2 separate regions of the Mus musculus genome follow, and region 2 is linked to region 1. A link is a contact called in public Hi-C data. All regions are on one chromosome and are shown on one strand. The core of a region is the stretch at or near the end of the contact, and the rest is flanking DNA. Distances in the headings are between cores, read along the strand shown. Region 1 has its middle 68 kb from the start of Gm30354. Region 2 has its middle 33 kb from the start of Gm8817.

What was found. Hi-C and Micro-C count contacts between places; a contact is called where the count stands out from the background.
Region 2: a Hi-C map of CD4 T cells shows a contact between it and region 1, with 2.4 times the contacts expected there. The contact joins two enhancer-like sites. A contact is called at or near these places in 6 of 39 promoter capture datasets (the 3T3-L1 cell line, cranial neural crest, embryonic stem cells and 2 more), 2 of 484 Hi-C or Micro-C datasets (CD4 T cells and embryonic fibroblasts) and 2 of 115 datasets of contacts at active chromatin or transcription factors (bone marrow-derived dendritic cells and extraembryonic endoderm stem cells).

The regions. Positions count from the first base shown.
Region 1 is chrX:166,950,908-166,954,924 of GRCm38.p6, reverse strand. No RefSeq gene overlaps it. Among named protein-coding and RNA genes, the nearest start is that of Gm30354, 68 kb to the right of the region's middle. Within about 2 kb of position 2,179, at least 42 of the 459 cell types and tissues checked have an H3K27ac peak or open chromatin away from gene starts, as enhancers often do.
Region 2 is chrX:167,035,212-167,038,789 of GRCm38.p6, reverse strand. No RefSeq gene overlaps it. Among named protein-coding and RNA genes, the nearest start is that of Gm8817, 33 kb to the left of the region's middle. Within about 2 kb of position 1,984, at least 7 of the 459 cell types and tissues checked have an H3K27ac peak or open chromatin away from gene starts, as enhancers often do.

The sequences.
Region 1 (4,017 bases), core at 930-3,429:
GTGGGTGTGGGCTTAAGACTTTCACCCCAGTTACCTGAAAGTCAGTCTTCCACTAGCAGCCTTTGGATGAAGACATAGAACTCTCAGCTCTTCCTGCAACATGACAGCCTGGATGCTGCAATACTCCCACCTTGATGATAATGGACTGAACCTCTGAACCTGTAAGCTAGCCCCAGTTAAATGTTGTTTTTTATAAGACTTGCCTTGGTCATGGTATCTGTTCACAGCAGTAAAACCCTAACTAAGACAGATTTCCAAAGTGGTTATACCAATTTGCAGTCCTATCAAAAATGGATGAGTATTCCTCTTTCTCCACATCCTTGCCAGCATGTTCTGTACTTTGAGTTTTTGATCTTAGCCATTCTGTTTGGTGTAAGGTGGAATCTCAGTGTCATTTTGGCTTGCATTTCCCTGATAACTACGAATGTTGCTTTATCTTATTATATTTTATTTTGTTATTTATTTTAAAGTGAATATTAAATGAATGAATGAATGAATGAAAACCTAGCCATTAGGGTAAAGGTTAACAATTGACCTATCACTTATACCTACTGGGAGAGGGGAAAATCCATTTTCTCCAATGGAGTGACACTGGGTATATCAAATACTCCAGGATAGGCCCCATTCTCAGTAGTTGATCTACATATAATGGACTTTGAGATTTTGTGTGTATGTTTTTATTTGGTTATAGTTTGGTGGGTCTTTTTGTTTTATATTGAATGTTGTTTTATTTTGTTTCATTGCTTTTGGGGGTCATGTTATATTGGGGTCTTGCTTGGTTTTCTTTTTAGGAAGGATTTAAAGATGAGTGGGTAGGGAGGGGAGTGATCTGGAAGGACTGAGGTGGAGAAGAATATGATTAAAATATATTTAAATTAATAAAATGTTTTAAATAATAAAATATAATAAAAAAGTAAAGAAGGAAAAATAAAGGAAGGAAGAGAGAAAGAGAAAGGAAGAAAGAAAGAAAGAAAGAAGAAAAGAAAGAAAGGAAGGAAGGAAGAAGGAAAGAAAGAAAGAAAGAAAGAAGGAAAGAAAGAAAGAAAGAAAGAAAGAAAGAAAGAAAGAAAGAAAGAAAGAAAGAAAGAAAGAAAGAAAGAAAGAAAGAAAGCTGAGCAAGCCACAAGGAGCAAGCCAGCAGCAATGTTTCTCCATGGTCCTTGTTCAAGTTCCTGCCTGGAGTTCCTGTCCTACTTGTCTCAGTGATGGAGGGAGTGTGAACTGTGAGCTGTAAGATGAGTCGACCCCTTTCCTCCCTAGGCTGCTTTTGCTCATGATAATTATCCCAGCAATAGAAAGCTAGTTCTGACACTCGCTAGCTAGGGAACATCAGCATTCTCCTGACAGCTCCCAGCTTCCTTCTTCACCTTGAGATCATTCTAGCTTCATCTGATTATGTGAGAATTCCATGAGATTTTATAAACCCATACCTGGCCACAGACTGTGCGCTTTGGAGCTGCAGGCCTCCTCATAGGCTTGGAGCTTATGAGAAATGCAGTTTCAGGCCCCAACTTTGCCCTGTGTGGTCTGAACCTGCATCTTCATAAGCCCTCCATGTCTGAAGTGCATGTGTCACTGTAACAAAAGACACATTGTAAGTAGAGAGAAATTTCTTGGACACACAGTGACTCGTTGCCTAGCTCATTCCAGGTAAGGCTAGCCATGGCTTTAGTGCCACAGCAGACACTCCACGCTTAACTCCCTGGATCCTCTTAGGAAGACCCTACTCTCTCAAATTCCAGGCTCGCGAACAGCAGGTAATTTTCTATTTCAAGCCAGAAGGAACAACCCTACCCACACACAAGTTTGAAGAATACAGTGAGGTACCAATCACAGAAACCTCACATTCAAAATGGACTTGCCACCCAGTTCAGCCCGAGAAGAGAGAAAAGATTTCGACAGATGCAGATTCAGTTCCGTGTCCGTATCAGGCCCTTCCTTGCCCAGCCTCTATGAGAGCTTAGGTTCAGTCCCCAGGGTTTCTGACCTCCTCATTTGCTTGCTTGATCTGCTCATTGCTTCTGCTTCCTACTCATGCTGAGGTTCTACTTGCCCCTTTGCGGGCAGGACAGGAGTAAGAAAAAGCATAAGAACAAAGACCCCACAGGGTCTAGACTTTCAGCGAGGGAAGAAAAGAAATCAGCAAGGAGAATGCCTTGTGCGCAGGGACGAGAGAGCTGCTGCTTCCTGTCAGAACAAATGGTGCCGCTGAGTTCCCACCACAGAAGTCAGCCCCCTCAATGTTCTGGCATGTGATTCTTTGGGAACAAAAGTGCCGTTTTGGAGTCATTAGCATTTGTAGCTATTTTATTGTATGAAAGAAATAAAACAGAATCCTTCCTGCGTGTTCTAATGAACAAAACACAGAAGCAACTTCAGCGAAGCTGGGGGTGGGGGTGGGGCAGCACTGCCTATTTATGAACAGGAAAAATGAAAGAATAACTAGGTAGGAAACCTAAGTAAGAAGATTTATGTGCTGATAAATAAAAATTCTGGAGGATCCTAGTAAGCCCATCATTCCCTTGTGAAGAAGCGCATAAGGACATAGACGCAAGGCTACTTTGGTCACAGAACTTGCTCTTTGACCAATCTTCCATGTGATATACAGAGTTTGATTTCATTTCATTAGACTTCATAGACCAGGATCGCTTTCTTTCCTTGGGCCTGAAGAAGGCTGAGAAAATCATAAACAAGCCATCATCCTAAATACCAGCCGCCAGATTTATACCATCCATTGTAGTGGAAATCAATATAGTGGGGTTCGTTTGACAGCTGAAAGTTCAGGGATAGGAAGTAATTTATCCAAGGTTGCGGCCAGTCCAAGCTGGAGGTAGGCTGAACGTCTGATCCCCTTGTGCAGCCTTTTGATATAAAACATGAACATAAAAATTGAAAGTTCTTATCTGGTAGATGTAAAACTTTTCTGTCTTGGCTTTGTTAATAAGGTACCCTCCCCCAAATATTAAGCAGTGAAGTCTCCTGAATATACCACCAAGGTTGTTATGCCAATGGATGCAGAAGCAACTTTGGGGAAAACGGATTTCAGTCTCACCCCACTTGTGAGAATTGGGTTTCCAGTCTAAGTCAGAGCAGAGAGCCCCTTTGGGTAATCCCACATGTCAAGTCTCTATTGAATATGAACTTTGAGATACTTGCTTATTCCCTTCCAGATATGTCAAATTTCAACAAAATAGGGGTAAAATCAAGTGCTAATTACCTGTAAAAAGGAAAGTGAAGTTAGGAGCTGGGGCTGGGAAGAAAGGGTCAAGAGAAAACTTTGTAGAATGAAGGTAAAAAATCTATTTTCATAGGAGTTTGGGTTAAGATTGTGTGATAAGCACCATCAAAATGTATTAGATATTAAATAGTTATCTAAGATTTGTATGTTTCATTATATGTGAATTTTAGCTTAAATACAATCCAATATAATAGAAGAATAACCAAGAAAATATTTAGGGCATAATAGAATTAATAATTAAAATAGTAAAGTTGAATTTTTAATCATCTTTAGCAGCCACAGTACATAAACATCTTCAATAACTTCTGCAAAGAAATGAAGTTTCCAGAAGCCAAAATGTGTATGGAAAGTAGAGGACATATGTTCTTGGCAATTGTCACAGTTGGCACTGCCAGAAAACCAGGTCTTTGCCCTTGAATGAAAAAGGCTTCCTTCAGCAGTCAAGCATTATAGGCTGGCTGCGTGTATGGAGCGTGGGAGAGATGCCAACGTATAGGAACTCTGCAATTTATTTCTGAAGAGACTCCTGCAGAGCAGTCGAAATTTGGCATCTAAGGATCGCTAATGTGTTCTTCCAAACAAATGTGGAAATAGGTCCAGAAGTGAGCACGGAGGAAGAAAAGCTCCACTTCAGCCTAAGATAAAGTGGGACTTGATGGTTTATGGGAAAAATTACCAAAGCATGCAGACAAATAAGAAATCTCAGCTCAGTGTGGTGCCACGTGCATATAATCTCAGCACTTGGGAGCTGTAGGCCAGATCAGGAGTTCAAGGTCCTT
Region 2 (3,578 bases), core at 735-3,234, 84 kb before region 1:
AAAGTGATCCAAATGAGTTAAGGCTAGTCTTTAGGGATGCCAATATCCAGGGAACAAGGAGGCAGAAGAACCACTGATGATGGTAAATAAACCTCAACTTAATTAAACATGTCAACTCCCAGACTGTTCTATTGCCTTGTATTTCAAACACACTCCCTAGAGGAAGATTAATTAAGTACAGCCTAGAGTAGCTACCCAGCTGGAAGCAAGACTATCTCATCAAATGTCTAATTTTGGCAAATTCCCATGTCCAGGTTTTTCCTTCATCTCCTGGAAGGTATAGACTTCTCAGACCTACACTATTCCAGGAAGGCTTGACTTCTAGATAGTAGTCTCAGTAATGTAAGGAAGAACATTCCAGTAGGTAATTGTTAGATGAAAAGCCCAGAGTACTATTTCTATCCCAACACGGAGGCTTTAATTGTGGTATCTATCTATCTATCTATCTATCTATCTATCTATCTATCTATCCATTTATTCATTTATTTATTTATATTGTTTCTGAGACATGGTCTTATTCCAGGCTTGCTTAAAACTCACTCTGTAGATGTGAGTGACTGTTGTCTTATCTAACAAGCATCATCTTGGGAGTTCAACTATGCCCCCTTACAAAATGTTTATCTCTGCCAGGCTTATTGAAGGTTTACACCCTTCATGGAAGGGTGTATGAAGTGTTGAAAGAACCTTACTAGAATATACAACCATTTCCTGGAAGGGGTTAGTGCAGTGGTTGTCAACCTTACTAATGGTGTGACCCTTTAATGCTTTTCCTCATGTTATGGTGACCTCAAACCACAAAATCATTTCATTGCTACTTCATAACTATAACTTTGCTACTGTTATGAATAGTAATGTAAACATCAGATATGTGACCCTCCCAAAGGGGTCATGACCCACAGGTTGAGAATTGCTAGGCTAGAGTATATAGGTGAGGGAAGACTTGGGAAGGGGCTCCCTCTATGTGGCTATGGGGAAAATCTCTCATCCCTGTTGGGTAAAGGCTTTCTAAGTTCAGCCTGTTAGGAGAAGGAGCACTCATACCCCTGTAAATATCCCCTTAGCTATGCTCTGTAATGAAGCCCAATACACTTATTGGCTTCCAGAGTACAGAGTGGTGGAATCAAGCCTTAGTTTATCATTAGGACCTTAGGAGAAGGTACAGACATTGTGTACATCTTCCCCTGAGAAGAAGTTTTAACAATAGTAGGCAAGGATGATCGTGAAATTGTGGTCTTCTTGTCTCCTCCTACCCATTTCAAGAATTACAGTTGTGTGTTGCTGTGTTTGATTTATGTGGTGATGGGGATGCCAGGGCTTTGTACATGTTAGGCAAGCACTCTGGCAATGGATGTAATTTTCCAGGCCAGTAAGGGAACTCTTAAGGTGGCAAGGAATTTCTCTGGAGTTTACAAGGGATATAAACTGATCAATCATTGCGGTAATCACACTGCTGTGAAGACATCATGCCTACATTAGTTCTGCAGGTAAAGGTGTTTTCAGTAAAATTGCTTTCCACTTAGGCTGAATCACCTATACAGCAGAAAGGATGACAAACTAAAGGAGGTAGTCTGTGACCTGTCAATAGAATGAACCATGGGACTAGAGGGAAGTCTAGATATCCCAAAATGCCTGACAACTGCACAGAGAAAGGCAATAGACATTGCTGAAGGAGTATAATAAATGAATACATAACAACTGAGCTTCATCTTTGCTTTTCTAACTATAAGGCTTGGCAGTCTGGCAATGCAGAAGAATTTTCTCAGTTTCTTTTCCTCCTGTGTGTGTGTGTGTGTGTGTGTGTGTGTGAGAGAGAGAGAGAGAGAGGGAGAGAGAGAGAGAGAGAGAGAACTAGAGACAGAGAGACAGACTATGGATTGAATCCAGGAATTTGTGCAAGCTTCAAGCACCACCAATGTAGCTATAGCCACAGCCTGCCTGCCTTCCTTCCTTGTTTGCTTGCTTCCTTCCTTCCTTTCTTGCCTGTTTTGGAAAAGGGATTCAATTACTCTGCACATTTACAAAATGGGGTGTGGGCCTTTAGGAGAAACTGTGAAAATTGAGCAAAATAACTTGCAAAGGTATCAGTACAAACTCCTTCCTTTTTCTCTGAAAGTACTCAGGAAGGACCAACCTGTGCCAGTTGCACCAGGAAGTATGTGTATAATAAATTAGCCTTCATATCTACACACACACACACACACACACACACACACACACACACACACCTAACTACTTATCTTAGCTTAGCTTATCTCATCTAAGAGATCAGAAGAAATCTAGAAGAACAACACTAGCAGATTTTGCAACTTGGCTTACAGAAAAACAGGTCGTGGCTTTGACCTCCACCCTGTCTCTCAACCTCCCCTCCAGCCCATTACTGTGTTCTCAGGTTTCTTCTAGCTGTTTACTCTTGACAAATTCACTACTGACCAGTAGTCAATGTAAGTAAGACCCTGATACTGGTCCACATACCATATGGGGGCTAAAGCATCACAGTAATATATAATTCCTGATTTAGAATGACTGTAGCAAGCATCCAGTCCAAAGCATCAATTCTATTCCCATTTTTTCATTGGGAAGTTGACTCCAAGGTGCTTTTAATGTGCTCATCACAGCACATTCATTTTAAGACAAAACTAAGAATAGAATTCAAGACACTTTGATACATACTCCAAACGTTATGCCATTCCCCACTCAGCCCAAGAAAAAAAAAGGTATATATAATAGAGTATACACACAGCCATCAAGATGTTAACTATCATTACTTCTTTTCTTACCAATTAAAAATTATCTAGTCTTTCAGATGCCTCCACAGAAATCTTAAGAGAACTATTTTCTTACAACATAGCTGAGGTTGATAGCATTGTGTCATTGGGCCAAAGCAACACCTGCCACCATGTAATGTATTAATCATTTTGTTAGCAAGATTGTACAGTCCAGCCTGTTTGCACACTCCTGCAGTCCCAGAACTTTGAAGATAAAGGCAGGAGACTAAGGAGTTCAAAAGCAGCTACATATGACCCTGTTTCACAAGTATTGAAACAAAGATCATTCCATCTATCATTTTATTCACTAAATTTCTGTCTAGTACTCTTAAAGCCAAAATACATGATAGGTATCTTAGTTCCAAAAATGATATGCTATACTGAGCATCATTTGTAAAGGCATGAAAAGAAGAGAGTGAAGGTTTCATGATAATGGGACCAAGGTCGTTTTAAGACTCAGATGGCAGGAAGGTATGGTGCTGCTGGAGAAAGGGAGATATCTGCTATCTTATTTGTTCTGGATAATTCATTTAAAGGCCTTAAACATTTAATTAGCACTTTAGTAATGCTTCAGAAGTCTGAAGCATACTTTTTGTTTACCTTCTATTGCTTATAATATTTTGGTTTATTTTGTTTGGTTTCAGAGCTGGATTAGATATTTTGACCCTTCATATCTGTGTTCTTATCTCTTCTATCTGCTAAGTACTTGCTGTTACTGTGAAATGAAAGTTGAATAATATTTGGCACCTGGACTGCTATATTATAGAGGCAATCCATAGTTAGTTAATGAATAGCAGAAGTCTGATTTTATTC